Linked DNA regions of Capra hircus: region 1 is linked to region 2. A link is a contact called in public Hi-C data. All regions are on one chromosome and are shown on one strand. The core of a region is the stretch at or near the end of the contact, and the rest is flanking DNA. Distances in the headings are between cores, read along the strand shown.

What was found. A called contact is a pair of places that touch in the nucleus more often than the background predicts.
Region 1: a Hi-C map of blood shows a contact between it and region 2, with 5 times the contacts expected there. The contact joins the enhancer-like site here to the promoter of TJP3 in region 2. A contact is called at or near these places in 2 of 5 Hi-C or Micro-C datasets (both in blood).

What each region holds. Positions count from the first base shown.
Region 1 is chr7:90,414,787-90,421,655 of ARS1.2, reverse strand. All of the region lies in intron 1 of ZFR2 (zinc finger RNA-binding protein 2), which reads left to right. Among named protein-coding and RNA genes, the nearest start is that of ZFR2, 9.2 kb to the left of the region's middle. Within about 2 kb of position 5,590, at least 1 of the 5 cell types and tissues checked has an H3K27ac peak or open chromatin away from gene starts, as enhancers often do.
Region 2 is chr7:90,306,389-90,312,885 of ARS1.2, reverse strand. It overlaps TJP3 (tight junction protein ZO-3), which reads right to left and starts at 3,551. Exons shown (of 21, transcript XM_018050840.1): 1 at 3,342-3,551.

The DNA of each region.
Region 1 (6,869 bases), core at 4,341-6,840, 110 kb before region 2:
TTTAAATTAGAAACTTCATTTGTAAATATTTTGGGGAATGGGACTTTTTTTTTTGGTAGGTATTTTGCTGCTTTGGGCAGTTTTCTCCCCCCAGAGGTAAGTTGCATTTATGGCACATCACTGTTCACTTGCCTTTTACAATTAACTGTTGACTAAGAATTGAGAAGGCTTCCATGGTGGCTCAGTGGTAGAGAATCTGCCTGCCAGTGCAGGAGGCACAGGTTCAATCCCTGGGTTGGAAACATCCCCTGGAGAATGAAAGGGCAACCCACTCCAGTATTCTCGCCTAGGAAATCCCATGGACAGAGGAGCCTGGCAGGGTACAGTCCGTGGGATTGCAGAAGAGTCAGGCATGACTTAGAGACTAAATAAGATTTGAGAAATCCCTTGCTTTGGTTCTGCAGCACTTTGTAGTTTGGAAAATCAGTTGCATAGACTGAAATTATCTCCTTGATGGGGAGCAGAATGAACCATAACTTCTCAGACTCTTGGAATGAATGTTTTAAAAAGCCACTGGCTTCTTTTAAATTTTGAATGTCCTTTGTTGGATCCAGGGTTGGTGGTTCAACATATGTTGTATTTGCTCATGAGGAACTCAGATTGGCTGTCTAGTGGCTGCTCCCTGGGTTGACGCAAGAGGCACATGCGCTAGACCAGCACCAACATGGCTGTGGAGGTTCTTCTGCCCCTTGAAACAGCAGGAGAGGGCTGGAACCATGAATGAGCCCTCGGTGTGCCCAGAGCCGCCTTTTAAGGGTTTGGTTCATTGCAGTAAAGAGGCGCAGCCACACTGATCCTGGTTGACCTGCACTTCTTTGGCGGGGGGGTGGGGTGGGGTGGGGGGCGGTGTGTGTGTATACATAACGCTTTCTGTTTAGCTTAACCAGCATGTATCAACAAGACGGCGTTCTTAAGCATCTGACCCACAGCGTTAACCATGCAGCCACCCTCCACGTGAGAACTACATTCCTTTTCAGAAGAACAGAAGAGGATTCTTGGAGTTTCACTGCCAAACAACGTGGCTCACCCTTGAGGCTTAGGAAGCTCCCGTCAGCGGTCTCAAACCCCTGCCTCGGGAATGTCCAGCCATCCTGTGACTCTTTGTGGAGGCTCAGGCTGGCCCTGACAGGGGAGCTGGGGTCTCCTGACTACATTTCAAAGAAGGTTGCAGATGAGGGCAGAGGAATGAAATTCTCCATCCTCTTCCTAAGAGCCCAAGGATTTAGTGCATCAGATCTAAAACTTTCCAGGGCGTTTTCTGGGCATCCCTGGATCCGAAATGGGCATTTCATATGGAGAATGCATATAGCTTTCGTGGTAAAAAAAAAAAAAATCCGTTAGAAAAAATCAGAATTGTTACGGGTATAAATGTACGGTATGTCATATGTTTTGACATAAAACCCTTGTCAACTGAAGTGCCAAACGAGGTCATCTCTCTGGGTGTGTATATATGCGTGTACACACAAAGTAACAGATGTGATCTCATTGCCAATAAAACATCTGAACACCTCCTCCCTGATGAATGTCTTGAGTGAGCATGTTAGCCTTACCCTAACCCTAACCCCTGAATGTTCCTCAGCCATGTGAGGAGTCACAGACACACCTGGGGAGCTGACCTGGGTCAGGATGCCAAAGCCAGGGTTTTCTCCCCATAGCCCTGCAGAGTTTGTGATCATCTAGGCTGAGATGTCTAACTGTCCCGCACTCAGGTTTAACCCCTCAGTCTGGTTTAGTTTAAGCCACGGGATGGGCAGGGGGAATGTTAGGAGCAGGGCTAATAAATGAGTGAGTGAAGATCTCTGCCCTGGAGGGAAGAGTCCTTGATTTTTTTTTTTTTTTAATGTGGACCATTTTGTAAAGTCTTTATTGAATTTGTTACAGTATTGTAACAAATACTGTTAAAATAGTAAACTGTTAACTGTTAACTTCTGTATTATGTCTTGATTTTTTGGCCGTGAGGTGTGCAGGATCTGAGCTCGCTGACCAGGGATCAAACCTGCAGCCCCTGCATTAGAAGGTGGACTCTTAGCCACGGGACCACCAGGGAAGCCCGTGATTTTATTTATTTATTTATTTTAACACCTATAGCTGATTAATGACGTGGTGGTGGTTTAAGGTGAATAGCGAAGGGACTCAGCCATACATATACATGTATATCCTTTCTCCCCCCAGCTCCCCTTCCATCCAGGCTGGCACATAACATTGAGCAGAAGTTCAATGTGCTATACAATAGGTGGGAAGTCCATGATTTTAAAAGCAATTATTGTGTGAGGTTTCTCACCACTGTGTTTCCAGGAAAATCTTTTTTTTCCACTTGATTTTTTCTGCCCCAAACTCTGCATGTTTTTGATCCTGTGTGTGTTCTCACTGTGAACGATTCTTTGAAAGCAGTCTCCAGCAGAGGTGTTACGGCAAACCTAGAATGACCTGTCGTTCCTCCTGAAGGTCCCTGGGACATTTCATCTACCTGTAGATCCCTCAGGTGTGTGCCCTTCTGAAGTGAGGTCTGTGCTCAAGATCTGACATGTCCTTCATGGTTGGCCTTATAGGAGCAACCAGAGTGTGTCCCATGGGAGAGACCCCCAGGTCGGGAAACCTAGCCTCCCCAGATGTATCCCCTCCATGTCCCCATCAGCTCGGTGACTCACTGAACAAAATGACATCCATGGGTCTCTCCATTCCAAAATTTTATGGCCGCACTTCCAGTGCAGGGCGCTCCAGTTTGATCCTTGGTCCAGGAATTAAGATCCCACATGCCATGTGACACAAAAATTACAAGTAAATACAATAAGAATAATAAAACAAGTTAAAAATTTTATCTAGATGTTTAGTCACCCAAAAAAGCCTGGCTCCCTGAAGCAGAATTCAGACCAGAAAGCCATCAGAGGATACTTACCTGGGGCCCATAGATGTGGACGCCAGCTAGGACTTTGAGTCTGTGTCACTCAGACGTGCTTCAGCCTTGCTCTTCCTGAGCCCACAGGTGCCGGTGCCTTCCTGCAGCTTCCTGCCTCAGCTCCCCGCTCCCAGGCAAGGCAGGGCAGGTGGCAACCGCTGGGTCCTCGTCACAAGGACCGTGTCCTGAGCGCTGTGTTGCAGTGGCACACCCTGTGAGCCTGGGGTCAGTTCATGACTGCATTCCTCAACACTCCCTCCCAGCGCCCTGCTCTTGCTCAGGAATCTCCTGCAGACTACGCTGGATTCTCACACCTGCTCTCTGCAGTGGGTTTTTTTTTGCTTGCTATATTTGAATTGGAGTAGGAAATGGAAACCCACTCCAGTATTATTCTTGCCTGGAAAATTCTGTGGACAGAGGAGCCTGGCAGGCTACAGTCTGTGGAGTCGCAAAGAGTCAGACATGACTGAGCACAAAAAAAATATTTAAATTTGGAGCCAATACTGTAAAGTTGGGAGACTTTTCAGAAATTTATAGGGGATTGCTTAAAATGGGAAGAGCTGGCCACCCTGGGAGGCCTTGTGAGCTCCGGTGCGAGGCACTGTAGCACATGAGTTTTTGTTTGTCACACTCTCCCAAAAGGTAGGCGTTCCATTCTCAGGTGAGTAAACTGAGGTCAGGAAAGACTAAGTGACTCGCTCAAGGCCCCACAGTGAGCAGAGACAGGGTTGGAAACCAGGTGGTGTGGCTCCTGTCCCAGCCCCTAGGTTGCAGCGCCCCCAGTTCCTAGCTTGAAACCCTGTCAGCTTTTCCCTGGTCCCTGGCCCTCAGTCCTCATGCAGAGCCCTTGGATCCTCAGCCGCTTCCTTCCACCTTGCTCTCAGGGCACATCTCATTTGTTCCTGTGCAGTTTTCATCTTGAGGGGACTGACGACAGGGGGCGGTCTTGCCCTTGAAAGAACATTGATTACATTCCTCTCCCCAGCCCCACTCCGAGAGAAGGGAATATGCCATGTCATGCAGGGCCAAATAAACTTTACCTTTTACCCTCTCCCCCATGGGAGAGCAATGTCCTTCCAAGTTACCTGGGCCTGTGAAGCCCCAGGTAATTACAGGCAAAACTATGCCATGTCCAGGGCATCTGAGAGGGCAGGAAGTCACAGCTTTCATCTCATTCTTAAAAGGGTCCTGAAAAAGGCTATTAGAAACTGACCTCTCGGGACTTCCCTTGTCTGGTCAAGCAGTTAAGACTCCACACTTCCCTGCAGAGGGGTGGGTTTGATCCCTGATTGGGGAACTCAGATCCTGCATGCCACGTATCACAGCCAAAAAAATTAGAAATTGACCTCTCACCAAGGGGAGCTAGAGAAGAGGTGTGGGGACTACCCCTTCAAACTTGGAGCAGGGAGCTTGGGCGGGAGTGACAGCCTCCGCTGCTAACTTACCTGCCGCTCCCCACCGCACCGCCCCCCCCCATGTTAGCCTCTAATCCCCCACCCCTGGGCACCCCGACCTTGCAGACCTGAATCTCTTCAGCAGCAGCCCTGCTGATGTCCAGGCCAGATTGTTCCCTGTGGGGCCATCCTGGGCACTGTGGGGTGTTGAGCAGCATCCCTGGCCCCCACTTATCAATGCCAAGAGCCCCCCAAAGTAACCAAAAATGTCCCCACTAGCACCCTGTGTCCCCTTGGGGCATGACCACCCCAGATGAGAACGCTGATCTAGATTACCTAGGTTTTGACAATCATACGGGCCAAGCCTGTAAGGATTTCCCATGAGCTGTTTTTTGGCACTCCCAGCTCCTAAAACCTCCATGTGGTAGATCCGTGGCCAAAATACCCCTGTCATTTATGTCTTTCCTTCTTACGGTATTGGTTTAGTTGCTAAGTTGTGTCTGCCTCTGTGACCCCATGAACGGTAGCCTGCCAGTCTCCTCTGTCCATGGGATTTCCAAAGCAAGAATATTGGAGTAGATTGCCATTTCCTTCTCCAGGGGATCTTCCTGACTCAGGGATCAAACTTGAGTCTCCTGCATTGGAAGGTAGATTCTTTACCACTGAGCCACCAGGAAGGAATTCCTTCTTACATTCTTTCCACTGGGACCTTGCACTCTTCCCATTGGGAAAATACATCTATTTCTCTGGCCCTGGAGCCAGGCTTTCTCATGCCTCTCCTTGGCCCATAGATTGCAGTGGAAGTGATATCACCGTATGTGCATATATGGAAGGTTTATGTCCCCCCTCAAATTTATATATTGAAACCTAACCCCTAAGTTGATGGTGTTAGGAATTGGTGCCTTTTGAGTGGTGATAAGGTCATGAGGACAGTGCCTCTTGAATGGGATTAGTGCCCTTTTAAAGGGACCCCAGAGAGCCCTCTCATCCCTTGTGAAGTGCCATGTGAAGACACTGCAAGAAGGCAGCCATCTCTGAACCAGGACTCGGGCTTTCAGCAGACACTGGGTCTGCTGGTGTCTTGGTCTCAGACTCCGCAGTCTCCAGAACTGAGCAATTTCTAAGTTCCCACTCTATGGTGTCATGTAGAAGCATCTGTTTGAGCTGCTAATCTGATTCTAAGCCTAGACTGCCAGAGCCTCTGCCCACATCCCGTCCATTCTCGGGGGTACCCTGCTACAACATGGGGGACCCCAGACTAGCCCACTGGAGGAGGAGATGCCACAGGGAGGAGGGCCTTGGTGCAGGCCCTGCTCTCCAGGAGCAGAGCTGCCTGCCACCGACCTCAGTTGCAGCCCAGCCCAGTGCAGCCCACAGGGTGAAGAGCAAAGTAATGGGTAGCTGATTTGTTTGTTTGTCTTTGGCTCAGCCACATGGCACGTGAGATCTGAGTTCCCCAACCAGGGATTGAACCCACACCCCATTCGTTGGAAGCTTGAAGTCTTAACCACTGGACCACCAGGGAAGTCCCAATGATGGCTATTTTAAGCCAGGGATCAGCAAACCTTGTCTGTAAAGGGTCAGAGGGTAAATATTTTCCACTCTGTGGGTGTCTTAGTTCAGTCTGCTGTGACCAAACACTACAGACTGGATGACTTGTAAGTAACAGTTTATTCCTGGGTTCTCATGGCTGGAGGTCTGCCATCGGGGCACAGACAGGGCTGGGCTCTGCTGAGAACCCTCTCCGGGTTGCAGACACTGACTTCTGTTTGTCCTCACATAAAGGAGGGCAGAGGATGGAGGAAGCCCTCCTGTGACTGTTTAACTTTTTATTTTGTATTGGGGTGTAGCTGATTCTCATTGTTGTAATAGTTTCAGTTGAACAGATAAGAGACTCAGCCATACATATACATGTATCCATTCTCCCCCAAACTCCCCTCCCGTCCAGGCTGCCGCATAACGTTGAGCAGAGTTCCCTGTGCTATACATAGGTTCTTGCTGGTTATCCATTTTAAACATAGCAATGTGTATGTGCCCATCCCAAATTCCCTAACTATCCTTTTCCCCCATCCTTCCCCCCCACCAACCGTAAATTCCCATAAATTAATTCTCTCAGTCTGTGAGTCTTTTTCTATTTTGTAAGTGAGTTCATTTGTATTATTTCTTTTGAGATTCCACATATAAGGGATGTCATTCGATATTTCTCCTCCGTCTGATTCACTTTAGTCCTATGACTTTTATAAGGTCACTGATCCCATCTCAGGGGCCGCACCCTCATGACCTCATCTAATGCTAAATTACCTCCTAAAGGCCCCACCTCCTAACATCATATTCAGGGGAAGGGGGTTCAGCATAACAGTTTTGCAGAGACACAGACATTCAGCCCACAGCAGCAGACTGTATCATACATGTCGCCACTACAGAGCTCTGCCACCCTAGGGTGGAAGCAGCTGAAGACGAGATGTAAACAAGCGGATGAGGCTGTGGGCCATCAAAACTTATATTTTGACACTGATGTGAATTTCGTATACTTTTCACGTGTCATGAAATCGTACTCTCTTAACCCTCTCCAACCACTT
Region 2 (6,497 bases), core at 2,302-4,801:
TTATTTTTGCTTATTTGGCTGCACCAGGTCTTAGTTGCAGCATGTGGGATCTAGTTTACTGACCAGGGATTGAACCCAGGCCCTCTGCGTTGGGAACTCCTGAAGTCTTAGCCACTGGACCACCAGGGAAGGCCTTGTTTGTTTTATGTTATAGTCATGCTTTTATATTTTTTTGAAAAAAAAAAAAAATCCCTTACCTCCATTACACTGAAAACCTTCCCTCTAGCATCCAAGGCTCCTCCCTCAAGAAATTTCCACCTACTCCCTCTTACCTGTTTACATCTTCAAGTCCCAGAACATTCTTCCCACTTTTCTTCCTAATCACCCTGAACCCTGTCTTTCATATGTCAGCAAATGCTCTTAGTTCTCCCAAAATGTGTCCAGGATCCTCCCACTTCTTTCTCCTTCTGAGCCTCCACCTGGTTCACCCCATCCTCGCCCACCTGGACCAGCAGGTCCCTGGTTCCATCCTCACCCTCCAGTCTGTCCTCCCTGCAGCAGCCACCAGACGGCAACCGTGAGCGCCAGAGTCAGGCCCCACCCCTCCTCTGCTCACAGCTCTCCAGGTCTCCCACCTCCCTAAGCATAAAAGCCAGAGTCCTTCCAGAGGCTCACAACGTCCTGCAGGACCTGTCCAGTCCCCTCCAGGCCTTCCCCATGTCTCTTTCTCTCCCCTCTGTCCATCCACAGAGGCCTCCCAGCTGTTCCACCAGGCACAATCCTGCCCCAGGGCCTTTGCACAGGCTGTGTTTTGCGCTTGGAATGCCCCTCCCCCAACTGCTCCATTCAAGTCTCTGCTCAAATGTCCCCTTCTCAATGAGTTCACGAAATTACAAGACGTCTGTTCCTTGGAAGAAAAGCTATGACAAACCTAGACAATGTATTAAAAAGCAGAGATATTACTTTGTCGCCCTGAGCCAACAAAACTATGGTTCTTCCAATAGTCATGTATGGATGTGAGAGTTGAACCACAAAGAAGGCTGAGCGCTGAAGAACTGATGCTTTCAAATTGTGGTGATGGAGACGACTCTTGAGTCCCTTGGACTACAAAGAGATCCAACCAGTCAATCCTAAAGGAAATCAACCCTGAATATTCATTGGAAGGACTGATGCTGAAGCTGAAGCTCCAGTACTTGGGCCACTTGATACGAAGGGCTGACTCATTGGAAAAGACCATGATGCTGTGAAAGATTGAAGGCAGGAGGAGAATGAGGCAACAGGAGAAGAGATGGTTGGATGGCATCACTGACTCAATGGACATAAGCTTGAGCAAACTCCAGGAGATAGTGAAGGACAGGAAAGCCTGGCATGCTGCCAGAGGTCCATGGGGTCACAAAGAATTGGACATAATGGAGCAGCTGAAAAGCAACGAGTTCTCCCCTGATCTTTCTACTTAAGATTGTGAAATACTTCCTTGCCTGTTTTACTCCTATCCCTGCAACCCACTCCAGTACTCTTGCCTAGAGAAGTCCGTGGACAGAGGAGCCTGGTGGGCTGCTGTCCATGGGGTTGCACAGAGTCGGACATGACTGAAGCGACTTAGCATGCATGCACTGGAGAAGGAAATGGCAGCCCACTCCAGTATTCTTGCCTGGAGAATCCCAGGGATAGAGGAGCCTGGTGGGCTGCGGTCTATGGGATCGCACAGAGTCGGACACAACTGAAGCGACTTAGCAGCAGCAGTAGCAGCTGTACCTCTTTCTTTTTTTTTTTTTCCTGTGAGACTGACCCTTTTCTAACCCAGGATGTAGTTTACTTCCTCATTGTCTCTTGTTTCTTGTCTGTCTTCCTCCACCAAAACACAAGCCCCACAAGAGCCGGGATCTTTGTTTCTCTTGATTGCCCCCTGGATCCCCGAGACCGGGAACAGCACTCAGCACACAGTAGTGGGTGCTCCTTAAATGCAGGTTCATTCCCTGGGCAGCCCCTCCTCCCAGGCATGATCCTGGCTAACCTCAGCCCATTCCAAAGGGTGTCAGGCTCCGCCTTGAGCAAACACAGCTTCCCTGGCACCAGGCCAGACCTGAGGAGGAAGAACAGGAACCCAGACTCCCGCAGTGGACTTTTCTCAGAACCGGGGCCATAAGGAAGCCCTGAGCCAGGGAGGGAGGACTCTAACAAGATGCTGAAACTGGGGTATTGGCTGGTGGGGGGCTTAGGCAGCCCCCACCCCTCCCCCACTCTCCGCATCGTCACTCCCATCAGGCTGACGGCACTACTTCCCTGTGCAGCCCGGGGCAGGTGGCTGCCCCTCTCTGAGCCTGGATTTGACCTGTGCAAAACAGGAAGGCAATGAGATGTTGCCCCTGGTTTGGCATTCTGATTTTGGTGGGGGGCAGTTTACCCTGTCCCTTGCATGACTGGGAATTTATTACATGCTCTAGCATATGCCATTCTCAGCAGCCCTGTGACATGGTGTCTCTAATTATACCTATTTCACAGAGTAGAAAACTGAAGTCAGATCTCTCTGATGCCATGGGTTTTTCTCTATCCAAACTCCAGCCGAGGTATATTCCCTCCTAACCCCTCAGACCCTGAATCTTAGCATCTCTGTTTCCCAGGAGTGACTCCAAATGCCAGCTGCCCCCCACCCCCTTACCCTGCAACTGGGACACTCATGCATTCTGAGCCGCAGAGGGCCCTCTTCGTCTCGGACAAAGAGCTTTGAGGTGCAATCAGACACTTGGCTGGCTAGGACACCCTCTTTGTCCTGCACTTTTTGGGAGAAAATGACCCAGAAAATCTCCTGCCACGGGACTCTTGTCTTCTCGAGGGTCTAATCTTCCTTTGCCTGAAAACCATCCACCCACTCATTGCTTCATTTCTCCATAGGAAGATTTCACCCAGAGAAGAAATCGAGATAAGGAGATAAGCCCTCCTCCCCCAGGACCCTTGTCGCCCCCGGCTCCAGCAGCAGGGGTGGAGGGAGACGAGATGCAACTGTTTGAAAACTTGGGGGCCTCTTAAGAAGTTCCAGGAGGTCCAGATACCAACCAGGTGCTAGTTTGTCTCACCTGCCACCTCCCTGCCAACCTCCTCTCCTCAGTTTGGGGGATCAGAGGCCAGCTGGTACCCCCTCAGCCTTCCTGAAAGAGCCTGGGCCAACAATGACCCTCTGAAGTCTGTGGCTGTGGCGCCCTGGGCAGGCTGCCAGGGGCAGTAACTGCCGGCCAGATAATCCCTTAGAAACTATGTCAAATGCCCACACAGGAGTGTCGGTTTCCCGATTTCCCGGGAGCCTGGTCGTGGGGGGAGGTGGCAGGGGCCCGGGACCTCATGGTGGGGAGCCCCATCTGGACAGTACCTTTGGGGTGGTAGGCCGATCGGGGTGGGGGACTCACCTGTCTAGGAGGCTGGGTGGCCTCTGGGCAGGCAGCAGCAGTCAGGGCCTGGATGTCCGCCTGGCATCAGGGGCGGGGAGGGGACCTGAGGCTTGGGCTCTGGCCTGCCCACTTGTTTGCCCAACTTTTCCTCTCTGTGGTGGCCACAGACTGGCCAGTCCCGTGCCAGGGGGAACCAGCAGGGCGACAACCACAAGCCGACTGGCGAGAGTGAGAGAGACCTGGTTGGGTGTGCGGTTCTGTCGCAAGGTACACTCACGTGGGAGCCGCTGGCCTTAACCCCTGCCTGCCCGGAAGCCAGGGATGCCCAGTCCCATTCCACTTGCACTGACTACCGCCAAGCCCTTGGCATCAGCAAGAGATGGGCCCATGTGGCAGGTGGAAGACATTGGTAGAATAAATTTAGAACTGAGTGAATGAATGGTGCACCCTCGCCCGCACCCTCGCACGGTCCCCCCTCACCCCCCTCCCCATCGCTCCCCCTGCTTTCCTCCAGGCACTGTCTCGCATCTGGTGGAGGGACTACTCCTTCCCTTCCTGAGGATCTGAGCACAAAATCTGCTTCTCTACCCCCACATGAGTGGCAGAATCCCTACTCAGAATTTTCTATCACTTCCCAGCTGGGCAGCTTTGGGCAGGTCATGGGGCCCCCTCAGTTTCCTCTTCTCAAAAAAATGGAAACAGAGACTTTCTGGCAGTCCAGTGGTTAAGACTGTGCTCCCAATACAGGGGGTCATGGGTTCGATCTCTGGTCAGGGAACTGGAATTCCAGGTTCCCCGCCTCTTGGCCAAAACAAAAAAATCAACCCCCACCCCCCAAAACAAGAAACAACATGAAACATTGTATAGCAACTACCCTCCAATAAAAACAAACAAGGGCAAAATGTTTAAAAACGGAAACAACACTGGCTTCTGCTCCTAGGGCTGTTTCCTTGAGTAACTGAATGAATGTTGGTCCATAAAGCGCTCAGAGCTTTGCTGGGCACACAGCAGCGCAGCACTTTCTAATCTCTACCCACAGGTGGCTGGTCTGAATGAATGAGAGCTGGGTGAGATACACACAGGATTTGGAAGAGCCGCTCTGCAGAAAAGAACCTAAAATAGTTCATTAGTTTTACACATCGATTCCCTGTAGAGATGACAATGGTTTTGAATGTACTGGGTTAAATGAAATATATTGTTAAAAGTAACGTCACCTGCTTGTTTTATTTTTATTTATTAATTTTTGGGCATCCCCCACAGTATGTTGGATCTCAGTTCCCTGACCACGGGATGAAACCCACACCCCCTACATTGGAACTGTAGGGTCTTAACCACTGGACCACCAGGGAAGTCCCAGGTTTTTTTAATTTCTTAAGAAATGTGGTTGCTAGAAAACTTTAAATGACATTTAAAATTTTACATCACCTTGTAGTTCTACTGGAAAACACTGGGATAAGTGCTCAGTGACTAAACAACAACAAAAAGCACATATCAACTGAGGAGCCTTTTTTGATCACATTCTCTTGCTGCTGTACAATATCTTTATTATTTTTAAAGTATTTATTAACAGCTGAAATGCCTTGAGTGTTGTCTGCTTGTTTATCTGTTTCTCCTAGATGTCTCTCTCTCTCTCTCTTTTTTTCTTTGTGCCACACAAGTAACTTGTGAGATTTTAGTTCCCTGACCAGGAATCAAACCGTGGCCCTTGGCAGTGAGAGCACTGTGTCCTAACCCCTGGACCACCAGGGAGTTCCCTTAGATGGTTCCTCTCTGAGGTAGGAATTTGGTCTTGCTTATTCCAAATCCCTTATGATTATACAGTGGAAGTGAGAAATAGATTTAAGGGCCTAGATCTGACAGAGTGCCTGATGAACTACGGAGGGAGGTTCATGACATTGTATAGGAAACAGGGATCAAGACCATCCCATGGAAAAGAAATGCAAAAAAGCAAAATGGCTGTCTGGGGAGGCCTTACAAATACCTGTGAAAAGAAGAGAGGCGAAAAGCAAAGGAGAAAAGGAAAGATATAAGCATCTGAATGCAGGGTTCCAGAGAATAGCAAGAAGAGATAAGAAAGCCTTCTTCAGTGATCAGTGCAAAGAAATAGAGGAAAAGAACAGAATGGGAAAGACTAGAGATCTTTTCAAGAAAATTAGAGATATCAAGGGAACATTTCATGCAAAGATGGGCTCGATAAAGGACAGAAATGGTCTGGACCTAACAGAAGCAGAAGATATTAAGAAGAGGTTGCAAGAATACACAGAAGAACTGTACAAAAAAGATCTTCACAACCCAGATAATCATGATGGTGTGATCACTAATCTAGAGCCAGACATCCTGGAATGTGAAGTCAAGTGGGCCTTGGAAAGCATCACTACGAACAAAGCTAGTGGAGGTGATGGAATTCCAGTTGAGCTGTTTCAAATCCTGAAAGATGATGCTGTGAAAGTGCTGCACTCAATATGCCAGCAAATTTGGAAAACTCAGCAGTGGCCACAGGACTGGAAAAGGTCAGTTTTCATTCCAATTCCAAAGAAAGGCAATGCCAAAGAATGCTCAAACTACCACACAATTGCACTCATCTCACATGCTAGTAAAGTAATGCTCAAAATTCTCCAAGCCAGGCTTCAGCAATACATGAACCGTGAACTCCCTGATGTTCAAGCTGGTTTTAGGAAAGGCAGAGGAACCAGAGATCAAATTGCCAACATCTGCTGGATCATGCAAAAAGCAAGAGAGTTCCAGAAAAACATCTACTTCTGCTTTATTGACTAAGCCAAAGCCTTTGACTCTGTGGATCACAATAAACTGTGGAAAATTCTGAAAGAGATTGGAATACCAGACCACCTGACCTGCCTCTTGAGAAATCTGTATGCAGGTCAGGAAGCAGCAGTTAGAACTGGACTTGGAACAACAGACTGGTTCCAAATAGGAAAAGGAGTACGTTAAGGCTGTATATTGTCACCCTGCTTATTTAACTTCTATGCAGAGTACATCATGAGAAATGCTGGGCTGGAAAAAACACAAGCTGGAATCAAGATTGCTGGGAGAAATATCAATAACCTCAGATATGCAGATGACACCACCCTTACGGCAGAAAGTGAGGAAGAACTAAAGAGCCTCTTTTTTTTTTTTTTTTAAACTAAAGAGCCTCTTGATGAAAGTGAAAGTGGA